2 separate regions of the Rattus norvegicus genome follow, and region 1 is linked to region 2. Evidence: chromatin contacts called from public Hi-C data. All regions are on one chromosome and are shown on one strand. Each heading gives the region's core, a stretch centred on a gene start, on an enhancer-like site or on the middle of the called end of the contact. The rest is flanking DNA. Distances are from core to core; before and after follow the strand shown. Region 1 holds the start of Kifap3 (kinesin-associated protein 3). Region 2 holds the start of Gorab (golgin, RAB6-interacting).

Region 1 (7,144 bases), core at 1,300-3,799, 380 kb after region 2:
CTCTGAGACACAAAACTAAGAGCATGATGGTTGATATTTAAAGTATCCAGCCTTACAAATAATCAGACATGTTAGTCTCACATAATTTTTCGACTGTACAATCCGCTACAAATGTGGACCAAAAAAATCTCTAGGGCTTCTCATCCTCACCAGATACAGTTCGTTTTGCTCCTTGGCTACTGGTAAAGTGGAACACCTTTACCTCATCCTTTTTCCTTCCTTCCCTCCTTCCTTCCCTCCTTCCCTCCCTCCCTCCTCCTCCTTTCCTTCCTTTCTTCTTTGTTTACTTTGTATTCCTATTTCCTCCTTTGCCCCTTTTCCAAGTAGGTTATATTTTCTGCAATTTATAGCAGAGGATCATAACAGAGCCCAAATAGTAACCCAGTCTTCGTTTGTATTTGCTGCAAATGGCTTATGGCATTTTTGACTCATCCTTTTGCTTTCTTTGGTGTCTTTGTTGCTAAGCAGAAATTAATTTTTTTAATGTTCATGGCAATTAATGTTTATTTTTAGCTGAATCGCCACTCTATATTTAGTTTCCTGCACTGAATTTGCACTGAAAATTTCTTTAAGGTAAAGCCTACAGCACTGCCTGCCATCAGTTAATGAAAAGAACAACAAAAATGAAGAGACAGGCTTCATAAGAAAGCCACATACTTACATATTCAATCTGACAGCAGTGCTTTGTGGCTGTGATGAAACACTAACCAAAGCAACCTGGGAGAAGAGAAAGAGGTTTATTTGACTTAACAGTCAACTCAAGGCAGGAACGTGGAACTAGAACTGAAAAGACTATGAAGGAATACGGCTTATTGGCTTGCTTCAAAGCACACATTCAGCTACCTAACTCTCTCTCTCTCTCCCCACCCCCCACCCCCCCACACACACACACGCACACACGCACTGCTGTCAGATTGAATATGTAAGCATGTGGCTTTATTATGAAGCCTGTCTCTGCATTTTGATCTTTTAATTTTAGGTATATAAAGGCTTTACATTAAAAGATATTTTTAATTAGCGTGTGTGTGTGTGTGTGTGTGTGTGTGTGTGTGTGTGTGTGTGTGTTCTGGACACATGTATAAGTCAAAGGACAACTTGCAGATGTAGGCTCCTCTCCTCCCATGATGTGGGTCCCTGAGATAGAACTCACATTATCAGACTCGGAGGCAGGCTTTGTTACCCAATGAGCCATCCTGTCATCCTTTACAAAGGTTTTGAAGCAGTGCTTATCAACCTTCCTAACACTCTGTGTGACTCTTTAATATGTTCCTGATGGTATGGTGACCCCCAACCATAAAATTATTTCCATTGCTACTTCATAACTGCTGTAATTTTGTTACTGTTGTGAATCTTGATGTAAATATCTGTGTTTTCTGACGGTTTTAGGAGATCCCTGTGAAAGGGTCCTTCGAACCACAGAGAGGTCAGGACCCACAGTTAAGAACCACTGCTTTAAAGTAGTCTGCCCTGCTTTTATAATTGTTAAAGATGTTGTGACCGATAGTTTGTACATTTTTGCCTTGGTTTGAAGAATCTATATTTGAAATAGAAGTCAAGTTGGGAAGAACTCCATATGTGACCTGCTTAGACTAATCATCAGAGTGTGAACGGAGAAGAAAGGCTGAATATCATGACTACCTTAAAGACAGAATTTTGTGACAGTTCATTAAGAAGACTTGTATAAACAAAGAGAACTGAAAGTTTGCTCCGAATTCCATTCTTGATAGATTGAAAGAATAGTTACAACTTTAACCGAAATAAATTTAATCGGCGTGAATGGGGAGGGGCATAGAACATCTTTTTAATGTCTCTCTGTGTGACATTTTACACATAAAGATCAATCACTATTAACTCATTTAAAGGAGTGGCTAACAATGTACTAGAAGACAGTGAAGGACAGGTTAAAGGATTCCCCATCTCGAAGCAGAGCAGACAGCTTGCCACTGCTAAAAAGCAGCTCTTTTTTCTCTATACATTGTCGACAATTGCTTGCCTTGGAAGAACGATTGCTCAGGAATCAATGAACCATTTGGAAGTTCAGACATTGGCTTGTTGTAATAGAAGGGAGTGTTTTCTACTTTATGATTTTAATTGCCATTTTCAAAGTTGACTCTAGTCCTATACACTCCATATCACCAACTATTTCCACCAGCTAGAATTCAGTGCAATCAGTGCAGAACCTCATATGTTCCAGAATAGAAGCTCCACCGTAGAGGTTGTTGTCAAAGGCTACCCTGATGACCGTCATTAGCTAAAAGGTTTACTGGTTACACTGTCTTATTTCACGCTAAGGACTTTAAACTCCAGTTTTGCAGATTGCAATGCTTTTTCCTTTCCTATCCTCCAGGGGGCAGTGACCGGGAATACGCCTCCTAACCACACGCTCCCAGATCAGCACCAAACCCTTCCCCGCAGTTCCTGGGAACGTCAGATTTGTCGCAGGAGCCAGGGCCTCAAACTGGGCCTGCGCAGATTGTAGCTGTCGCGTGAGCGCATGCGCTTTGCGGAGAGTCGTGCCCTGACGGCTCTGGGCGGGTCTGGGCTGCTCCAGTGTTTTGGGGCCCAGGAGCTGTGGGAGGGGCCGGCGGCCTCACCGTGGTAACCGCTGCGCCGCCGCTGCCCCGCCTTGCAGGCCTCGGGACTGTCACCGCCTCTGCTTTGAGGGTACCTTGGCCGGGTCCCCGGAAGTAGCCCTCCCAGATCCTCAGACCCTCCCATTCTCCCCACGCCGCTGCTGCCGCCGCCATGCAAAGCGAGGACGCCAGATACCTCAAAAGGTGACGACCGGGGCTCCGCCCTGAGCAGATCCTTAGGTGTTAACCCTCTGACCATGGGATGTCCAGGGGCAAAGCTAGATATGTGAAGGGGTGGAAAGCAGGGAAGAAAAGAGAAAATGATGGGATGGAATAAAGGATGGACCCTGCGGCGGGGCGCGAGGTCCTTAATTCACTTTGGCTTGGAGGCATCCTGACAGCATCTATGATGGTGTCCTTGGTATATTAATCTATAACCGCAGTGAGAGGCAGGTTGGGCGAGGTAAACCCCATATTTCGTGTTTTTTGTTTTTGTTTTTTCCTATCCCACTCTCCTGGATTTCTCAATAGATGAATCCCATGGGAACTTGGAAATGAATTGTGTCACATCACCGATTTGTGTTCAGTTTGAGATTCGTAAATCATGGCGGGGGGTGTGGAATAAAGGCAGAGGTGGTGGTTTTTGCTTTATGCAAGACTGGATTGAGATGTTGAGTCTTCTGGTCTTGGTCCATTTCACCCACTTGACGGTGACATTCACTGTATAATTTCTGTAGGAAGTTCATTATTATTATTAAGACCTTGGCATGAAAAAGCCTACTTTTTAAAAAAAATATGTATGATATCAGCCACACCAAAGAAAAAGGAAATTAAGGAAATTTTGTGAGATTCCTTAACTTCTGTCCAAAATAAGACCACCCATGGTTAAAAAAAAAAATATACCTCCCACTGGATCAAGTGTGAGCAAGCAGTGAATAAATTAAAGAAAATGCTAATTTGGAGTCTCTATTTTTAGTTAAAGCTCTGTTGCTAATCCACTGCAAAAAGCACACAGATTTTTTTTTTTTTTGGACATAATTACTTCATTTGAGAATGAGAGACATTAAAACATGCCTGTTAGGTGGTTAAGTCCTAATAAAATTTGTTGAGTATATTTTCCCTTACTGATAGGGTTCTAGCCATCACAGAAATATCTTACAAGTGTTAGTGGACTCTTAACATAGTCAAGCAATTGTAAGATAAATCAACTGTACTGCTTTTATAAGACAAAGGGAACATAGTGCTTTGTCTTTTTCATTTTATATCTTTAATGGAAAAGGCAAATGAGAAGACTTTCAACAGAGATTTGTAAAAGGAATCAAAACAAATATATTTGTAAAAGGAATCACAACAAATATATAGTCAGTCCTCATTCCCAGCATCATTTTGTTAACAACATATACACACACGTGCATTTCCCCACACATTTGTTAACAACATGTACACACGTACAATTTCCCATACACTTTTTTTTGTCAACAACGAATTTTCTAATTTCAACTTTAAACCTAAGGTTATTTTAAAGAAAGTGCTGCTGTGATAGCGTTTGATGGTTTCCATATAATATGGCTGTGTCCAACGTGGTTTTCCTTAGGATCATTGTACTAGTGTGCACCCTCTTTGAAAACCACACCATCTAGAAAACAGTGCAACTGATCTAGTCACTGTGATGCTTTAGTCAGAACGATGGAAAAACATCGTTCAATTTTGCCTAATTGTGACAAAAGTTTGCCTTGCCCTCACATTATGTATATACATACACACTTAGATGGATATATATATGACACACGGGATCTTGATGGATATGGTATGTATGCTGCTTTGTTCAGTTTTTTCACAGTGAATACTTATGTTCCATTTCTGTTAAACTATGCTGTGCTGTACTATGTTGACGCTTTATGCCTTTTTGTGTAACTGTATAATATATATTCATTGCATGGATATATATTATAGCCTCATGACCAAGTGTTGATAGATATTTAGGGGGTTTGTGCCTGTCACCTATTAGGAATAACGTTACTGTCATCATGACGCTTCTCTTCAGTCATTTAGTGTACACATAAGCTGGGGCCTACAGGAACATGGAGTAATCTCATGTTGGACTCATTGAAGAGCCAGCCAGGAGCTTGCTTTCCTCAGCGCCTGTACCTCAGTGCCTGTACCTCATGTGTACCCTTAAGTGTGAGGACTCCATTTTTTTCCACACTTTGCCCATGCCTGTTATTTTCTCCCTGTGTTTCCCATGTTTGCTCTGTAATTGTAGCAGTTCTAGGGGCTGTAAAGAGGTGCCTTATTCTGCCTTAATTTGCATCTCCTAACAACCAAGAAAACTGAGCTTCTCTCATCCTCCTTGGTCATTTGTCTTTCCTTTTTAGGAGAACGTTGTTATTGAAATAGAATACAGCATATAAATATATATGGCATTATTAAATATGCAGTTTACAAACATTGGCCCCAGCCTTCGGTCGTCTTTTTACTGTGTTGAATATGTCAGTACTGTCAACCATTTTGATTAGTTGAAGTCTAATTTGTTAGTAATCACTATGACTTTTGGAAACATATTTAAGAAACCACTACTAAATTCAAAGTCATGAAGCTTCCCCTTATGTTTTATGGCTTCAGCTCTTAAACGCTGGTCTTTTCTCCACTGGAGTTAATTATTGTATCTGGTGGCTAAGAACATCTAATTTTCTTAGCATCGTCTGTCAGAGATTGTTCTGTCTCCCCATGGATACCTAGAGCATCCTTGTTGAAAATTAACTGACGGTAAACATAGGTCTTTTCCTGCACTGAGTCCTAACCAAGTGATCTATCAATGTGTGTATCTCCTTGAGCTAGTAACTTACTGCTCACATCGAGAGGTGTGAGTCCTACAACATTCCTGATATTTATCAACATTGTTATTTGGGGTCTTTGTTTCCCTGTAAAATTTCATGTTTTTTTCTCCTCCAGGCTGTCAAGGCTTTGATGGGGTTTGCTGAGACATACTGCTCTCTGAATAATAGGTTATTTAGTCCTTGAACATAGGATGACTTTCTCTTTTTTTAGTTTAGATGTAGAAACCTGGTGAAAGTTATGGATGTCCTGTGAGATTTAATCTTTTTTAATTTTTGTAGGAAAGTTAAAGGGGGGAATATTGATGTACATCCATCAGAAAAAGCTCTTATCGTTCAGTATGAAGTGGAGGCTACCATTCTTGGAGAAATGGGGGATCCCATGTTGGGAGAACGAAAGGAATGCCAAAAAATGTAAGTTTCCTTCATTTTGTATACATTATGGAAATAGGAGATTTTATATAACCTTTATAGAAATGGTATTATTTTAATCTTCATAGACAATAAATGGTAATAACATCCTTCTGGATTACTTCATCTTAGTTAAGGAAAGATTGCATTCAACTATATAAATATGGAATATATTCTAGAGAAAGTAAAACTTTTATAATGTTAAGTCAAATTAATCACAAAAGATATGTTTATATGGGATTTTTGCTTAGTTTAGAAATTTGGAGTCTTAGAAGATCCTGTGTTCTTTCTCCCATAGAATTGCTGGGAGTGGTATGATGTGCAGATGTTCCCAAATGGGGCACAGATCTTGATGAAAGGCACCTAGCCCTCAGAATAATGCTAGTATATGACAGGCTCTTTTTAAGACTGCTCTTAGATCCAGAGTCCCACTCACTTTCCTTTATGGTTTAAAGTACTTCAAGGGAGTGCCTTGGGAACTATTCTTTTTTCATTATTTTGAAGTTTTGCTGGTAATTATCCTACTTTCCTTCTAAAGCCCTATGCTAGTAGAGAAAATTTGATATCACTTGGTGTTCTCTCTCAACCCATTTCCAGCTATACAACACTGCCTTGGTAACTACTTAGAAAGAATTTCTACTTACGCCGTGTTGTGTTGGATCAAGGGTGCTTGGGCTGCTAGGAGAACATGTGAAAGTGCTGCTTTAAATATAGAGCATTGACTCTGGCAATTAAACAGTCTGGAGATAGTTTTTCCCCACAAGCCACGTTGTTTCCCCTAGAGATATGGTAGGTTGTCATTATAAGATGGTCACGTTGGCATCTAAGGTGGGATACTAAGCCTAAATTCCAGTGATGCTGTAGTTGAGAAGCTCTGGCTGGCTGCACTCTGTGAAGAGAAGCCGTTTGGTGTCTCAGTTCATTGTCCTCACTGGTGTTCTGTTGGCATCAGAAGGAGACTTACATTAATGACTTGTATTAAAAATAAATGAGTTCTCCAGACTATTCAAGTCTAGAAAAATAGGTACATGCTCACACTGTGGTCCAGCTAGCTCACACTTTTTTCTTTTCTATGTTTTTTCTTGTTTGTCATTGATTACCTGAAATTATATGACCTGAGTGTTAATGAACACCTCTGGAGATTTTATTTTAGATTTTCTAGAGAAAATCTGTCTTTAACTGTAGAGTCTCATGACCTACATTTGAGAGGAATTTAATTTTTTAGTCCTGAGGGATATACTCCCTAGCCAAAGGTGTGTCACACTTACTAACAAAAGCTGTTTCACACTCAAAAAGTATCTCGCACTCATTTGAAAAAAGTGTCAT
Region 2 (7,160 bases), core at 4,489-6,988:
CTTTAGCAAAAACCTCAACAAACTATATTTTTTCCAAGTCCCTGGCGGAAAGTGAAAAGTCTCATAGACTTACTAACAATTCCATTTTCTTTTTCTCCACTTTGCAGTCTGGCTTTGGAGTTTGAATCTCGGCACTTCTGGAACCATGGTGGGAATTCTCAAGTCCTGGTTCTTGCAGCTGACTTTCACCACCATGTAGTTCTCCATCTCCAGTGGAAGAGGTGAGGGTGAGGGGACTGGGGACAGCAGGGGAAGAGGGGGGTGGCTTTTGACTGCTAGCTCTCTGTTTGGGCGTAGAGAGCAGCTGCTCTGGAAGCAATGAGGCTGATCCATCTTGAAGGCCAAGCTTTTGGCTCTGCTCTAGAAGGGCTTTTTCTCGCTGAAGCTGTTGTCGAGTTTTTTTCACAGGGAGACGGCGCTGAGGTTCAAATGGATCTACATAAAAGATCGAATGAAGCATCCATGTTGAATAATAAATAATGATCATTTCTCTAAAAACATAAAGTCGTGGCATTAAATTTTTGTAATTCTAAGGGCCCCTCCCTCCCATCCTTTATCTTGAAAGCCCAGAACAGTCAGCCATTTTCCCAGGTACAACAGTCTTTATATCATATTATCAAGATGATATAAACGCAGCCTTGTTCTCAGTTCATCTTTACAGAAAAATAACTAAGACATGGACTTTCTCAGAAAATACAAAGCACCTTCCTCTACAATAAAGATTACTGTTGCTTACTGCTCTTATTTACAACATCAAAAATGTCACTGAGGCTGATTGGGTTCCAACTGAAAACATTAACTGAGTAATTAGTAGTTCCTTTGTAACTCAACGGTGTCTTTATATTTTACTTTATATTCTTTACAGAGCATAGATGGAAGGCTTACAATGACATATTTTTCACTAGCAATCAATAAACAAGTCAGGGCATGTGAAAACAGAATACACTGTTTAAGTACTATGTTCTGGAAACTTAGGGCCAATTGAGGATCGTAAATCTAGCACAAGGAGGACTAGCCACAGTAACTTCTAGTCAGCTGCTGTCATTAAAGCAATTTAGGTCAAAACAACCAGACACTGATTTTCACAATTAAAAACAGGCACTTAAAAATTATTTCTATTTTTATTTATTTACTTACTTACTCTATTTATTTTGTGGTGTTGGACTGAACCCAGACCTTGCACATGCCAGGCAAGTGCTCAACCACTTAACTCTGGCTCCAGCAGCAGGTTTATAAGAATGGCTGTGGTTTTAAACATAGGGACCGTAACAACCATCAAAACCTAGATTACACTATAGTGGAAAGTGACTCTTAATCTGCACTGGCATGTTCCAACTAAAAGCCAGGCTGACGATACAGAGGGGAAGAAACATCATGGCACCCTAGGTCCAATTTTCTGAACCAGAAAGCAAAAGACATCAGAGGCCAACAAGCGTGTTATTTTGTAAACATGACTGATGATTATCGTTACTAGTAACACTTTAAAACTGGATCATCAAAAGCAAGGAGGGAAAAACCCTGAAAAGTTAAATACCTTAAAAAGAGATTTTATGAATATTAGTGTTTTGCTTGCATCTATATACAGCATGCACATGCCGTGACCTCAGAGGGCAGAACGGAACATTAGATCCCAAGGAACTGCAGTTTACTTAAGGGCGTGAGCTGCCAAGTAGGTGCTGGGACCTGAACCCACGCCCTCTGGAAGATCAGTGAGACTCGTAACTGCTACGATCAGTTCCTGGGGAATGTTTCTCGTGTGTGTGTGTGTGTGTGTGTGTGTGTGTGTGTGTGTGTGTGTGTCTACATGTCAGTGATCTGTGTGTCTGATAATTATATCCTTCTCTCTGACCCCAGTCATGTTGATCATTTTCTTATGAGTCTACAAATAATTTTAAAAAGTATTAATTTCACCCAAAGTGTACTGCAAGAGCAAGTATTTCTTCCCCAGTGTCACACTTATTGACACTGTCACAGTCACTCATTTCCAGGGCTGAGACACATCCTCAGAGTGACAAGCCCAAGTTCCCCATCTTCTTCCCTGAGAGACACTGAAGCTGGTTTTAGATTTTACCTCTGTGAACCTGGCTGTTAAATTTTGCCTTGGATATTACCCCCAAAGTACTGGGTGACAACATGTAACACTAGATGTTAAACTGCTTTCCAAACACATTTTGTCCAGCAATGTGTAAGAATCCATTTTAATGCATGGTATTGTTTTGTTTAATGTTTTAACTTTGGCAAACAAGAGGGCATAAGGTGGTACCTCACTGTGCTTCTGATTTCTAATGCTCTGCTTCTTGTTGATGGTTGGCATACATTCATATTCCTTTTCTTTGAAACATCTACTATTTCTTTTATATTCACACATACTATAAGAGAAATGATAATTAAAGATACCATGATAATTAATTTCAATGCCAGAAATGGTCATAACTCTACGGAAGAAAAAATCTAACAACAGAAAACATTCAAAATTTATATGGGAAAAAATTCTAAAATTTGTTACACGGCAAATAAATGGACACACATGCACCCTTCCATGATGATACTAAATATCTCCAAACTGATCTAAAGATTCAATGCAATTCTAATCAAATTCCTATCCCCTAAAATTTGGTAAAAATTTTTTTAAAAATTATTATATAAACTGTTAAGAATAGCAAGGAAATTACTAAATAAAACAAAGAGATGAACGGGACTCGTACTATCAAGAATAAAGGCAGTGGGTAAGACGGTTGAGCAGGTACATGCACTTGTCACCAAGCCTGAAGACCTGAGTGCTGACTCCTAGGACTCACAGGGTAGAACGAGGGAAGTGACTCCTAAAAGACAGCCTCTGACTGCCACACCCATGCTATGGCCAAAGGGCTCACACCATAAAATAAATGAGTAGAAAGGAATAATAAAGGGCACATAGAAATAAATATTTATCTTAAAACTGACAGCATACTTGTATTGCATTCTTCCATTTCTTTACATATGAAATCAGCCACAGATCATGTGTGTATACATACATCATACTTATTGGGGTATATGTATGCCATACACTCTTCTAATCTGTGTGAGTGAAAATAATTCAGTTTAAGATGTCGATGACTATAGTTGACATACCCCGTCTCCCTGTGACAACATTTCATTATATAACAAATGTTTCCGTTCCATAAAATGATTTGACTTACTTTTTATCAAAGTTATTTGCCAGAGAAAGCATTTAATTACCAATGTTCTAGTTCCAATCTTCTCTTCTTCCTGCCAAAAATAACTGCCGTGTGACAGCATCAAAAGATGATATGGGATGACTGTGTATCAGTTTCACCTGGCAACCCATGTTACATGACACTAGACTGAAAAATAAACCTTCATTATTTTAAACAACTGGCTATGTTTCCAAGGTTTTCTTTACTGCTTTTATTAAAACTGTTAGCCTAATTTCTTAATTACCAGTGCTGCTGTATGTATTTCTCCCTCCCCATCACACACCCTCGCCTCTCTATCAATCACAATTTTATTTCACTTCTTTGATAGTCTTCAGATAGTCTTAAAGGACGCCTATTTTACCTAATTTTGTTCCTATATAAACTATACTATGCCATTATCTACTCAGCCGCAAACCTGTTCCTTTTAAAAATAAAACTCATTATTAATGAATGTAGCTAATGATTAATACAGTCCCATCAACTGTATTATGTATCCTCTCGCTTGCTAGTAAACAACTGGTTTATTTCTAACTTCTGAATATTATAAACAAAGTGGCTAAGAACATTCTTGACTGCATATGCATTCAAGTGTTTCAAAAGCACCCTGTACTTATTTTTGCTGGCAATGGATCCCATCTTCCTAGATTATTTAACTGTATTCTTAACAGCTGCAAGGAGGACGTGATTTCTGCAGCTTTAGGAATGGGAAGCCCAAGGTAGAAGACTTGGTATTTTTGTGCTGATCACAGTGTTCCGCTAAGGCTACATAAAGGTGGGAAGATACTTCTGTTCTCAGATGTCATATGGGTGATTTTAAACGCAGTCTAGTGTTTCATGACCAAGGGACAGGCCTTGAAGTTTAGGTTCTTATCAACTTCTAACCATATCCAAATTAAAGAAATAGTTAAAATATACTTTTTTTAAGATAACAAACATATGGGAGCCCTACATTAAACCCTGGCAAGTTAAAGACAACATTTAACCTCCATGAAATATTCCCAGAGTTCATTAAATCCTCAGCATGAACTTGCTCTGTGGCTAACACTTGGTCAATATCTACCCCCACAGTATTTCACGGTCTGTCTCATTAATCTACAAGGTCTCTAAAGGCAAAGATGTCCTGCTCATCTTAACACCTCTGATGCAGAAGTTATATTTCATGACAGGTGAGCATCCCTGTTGGCAAGGACGGAAGAAGCCCCTGGACCACACACCTAATTCAAAAGCAGATGCTGAGAACGGAGTCAGATCAGATCTAGATGCCTGTACTTTAGACACAGGTATGTGAATGAAGAATGATTCACAGAACAAAAGAACCTGAAACCACCCAGCTGGACAGAATCAGTTGGGACACATCTGATATGATAATTTCATGAGAGTTTTAAAAGATCCCTAGACCAACCCTATTTCCCCCAAATGTATATAAGGCACAGTGACCTCATGTTAGCGACTTACCTCCTTTTGCACCTGTCAGCCCTAAATAATTCTCATATCTAGGCTAAAAATTACAGTGTACCTGAGCCCTATCCAAATTTCTCACAAACTACAGACATGGAAGAATTTATTTAATTTCATCCTTAAATAAAATATACTTTTTATAACGTTAATAGTGGCAGAAAATTCTCACAGAAGTGATGGGCACTACCAAGATTAGCACAGACATCTTTGTGAAGTTTCAATCACAGGTCAAGAGCGTTTTTACATCGTTTCCTACCAAGTACCAGAAAATTTAATGAATCAGAAGTAGCGTTGTAGCAAGGCCATATATTGATCTATAATTATTCCATAAAGCCCTGGGGAGAGCACTAGATTTTGGCTGTCTCTCAAGGCAGTAAAGACAAACATGTGAGTGCACTGTGCTCGTGCACACAAACACATACACGCACTTCAAATCTTAACCTCTCAAAAACCCTTTTGGTTTGCGATTCCCCAAAACTGGAAAGATGTGCAAATTCATCCGGTAGCCAGAAGTAAACGTAATACAGATGTATCATAAATTACCACCTCTTTCACGCTTATTCACTCTCATGATCCCTTTCGCAATAACTTTTTATAAGTTCGCAATTATGATGCTGTATATATATGCAGTGCTACTCTTCAGTCACCCTGACGCCAAGTCTGCAACCATTGATTTGTGCTACAGTCCTCCCTGACGAGCCATTCTGGTGTTGGCTTCGCTTTCTCTCCCTAGCCTCAATTCTTTAAACAGGGGTATATTAAATCATCAGAAAGCGGATGTTAAAAGAGAAACCCTCGGGGCCTCTGCAGCTAAAACAGCCACCTGGGAGCCCCACGATTCCTGTCCTTCCACTTGCAGCTCCAGCCCCCACGCCCCCTCACCCACTAGGAAGGCCTCCTGTCCTTCAGACTCGAGACTCCACACCCACACGGATATACACCTTACCTTTATTCTGCTTTAGTCTCCTCAGCTCTTCTTCAGAGAAGCCAGCCCAACCCTGAGCCATCCGCCTAGCCCTAGGCACCCAAAGAGTGCCCAAATCCCGGCGCGCAGATTGCCAACACAACTCCACAGGCACATCCGGGTTCCTTCAGTGGATGCGGCGAACAGCCAATCAGAGCGCTGAACTGTGGCGCTAGGACCCTCTCGTCATTCGGGGGCCTGCGCCCCTGGAGCTGTCCGAGCGATGCCTGAAGAACCATCTCGACGGACCGCACCACCACCGCCTTCGTCTCCACTCCTGGGCCTCTGCTACACGTTCCAGTTCTTCCTTTTCCATAAATTTTGGCAAGATGGGGACTATGGGAATGAGAAGAAGGGCTGATGCAAACTGACAGGGAGGCTTTGGCAGAGGAGGCCTAAAGAGGGCGGGTCCTGTCTGACCAGCTGGGCGGAGTCAGTGTTGCCTGGGAGGTGGGCTGTACCGGAGCATCCTTGGCTTGTAGATTCTAAGTCATGGAGAAACATGGAGTAGGGGTGAGGTATAATCAATGGCCAGTTCTCTGCCAGACAGTAGTTATCTAGCAGATTTCATTTTCTTATTTCTTTGATGAATGAGACTCAGTACCTAACCCTTATACCAAGAGATTTTGCTGGTCTCCAATTCACAAATCCTCCTGCCAAGTGCTGGGACTATAGAAAGAAGTGCCGCATCACCACACCACACTCAAGTCCTAAGTGATGACTATTTTTGGTCTAAAGCTGTCTTCTTGAGCTTCCATTTCAACGTTTTAAGTAGAGTTTAGAAAAATTAAAAGCTGCAAAACTTGTCAATGTATGCCTAAGTCAGCGTTTTTTTTAAACCGACTAATCGTTTCTATTTTCATTATTTTTACTAAAACCCAAAAACATTACATTGGCTACATTGAAAATTTAAAAGTGTATTAATTTCCAGCCTAGGAGTCAATGTTTTTAATCAAGTTGAAATAAAACAGCATACCGTAAAATATGACACCAATGATTGGAATGAGCAGTTCAGTTTAGATAAGTATCAGAAAAAGGTTCGACATCTTTCTTATAATCTTTAAACTTTGAAATTCAATGGGTTTTTCCCAAATTCAAGGATGCCACACATGCTTATCTTAAAGATGAGTTTATTCTCACTATATTTAAAAGGTAAAAATAACCATCTAAAAGGATTAGTTTTGTTCAAGTTTTGAACATAGACTAAATATGTAAACAGGTATACGCTGACTACAGGATAAAGTGTAGCAATCTGTCACAATCTGGTAGCCGATTCAGCTTACCCTCTGCACACAATAACCGTTTACTAGTGACCCAACAGCAATCTTAAACCAATGTGTGTGCTCTCTGTTACATTTTATTCATTCATTTTCTATGAGTTTCAAGAATTATCACTAATCTTAATAGAGTCAATAATGATGGCATTTTAAAAGGTTCTGCCTTGCTTATGAATGCAAATCAAGGCACCAGCAAGAGATAATAAAAGCCAATAAAATCCATCTGTATAAAGTTATACTTTCCCATTTGTAACATTCCAAATC

The links. Hi-C and Micro-C count contacts between places; a contact is called where the count stands out from the background.
Region 1: a Hi-C map of Schwann cells shows a contact between it and region 2, with 2.9 times the contacts expected there. The contact joins the promoter of Kifap3 here to the promoter of Gorab in region 2. A contact is called at or near these places in 4 of 12 Hi-C or Micro-C datasets (Schwann cells, frontal cortex, mammary epithelial cells and 1 more) and 1 of 1 datasets of contacts at active chromatin or transcription factors (oligodendrocytes).

The regions. Positions count from the first base shown.
Region 1 is chr13:78,668,752-78,675,895 of GRCr8, forward strand. It overlaps Kifap3 (kinesin-associated protein 3), which reads left to right and starts at 2,550. Exons shown (of 20, transcript NM_001401347.1): 1 at 2,550-2,777; 2 at 5,690-5,821. The coding sequence starts at 2,746.
Region 2 is chr13:78,289,750-78,296,909 of GRCr8, forward strand. It overlaps Gorab (golgin, RAB6-interacting), which reads right to left and starts at 5,739. Exons shown (of 5, transcript NM_001100563.1): 1 at 5,602-5,739; 2 at 78-435. The coding sequence starts at 5,662.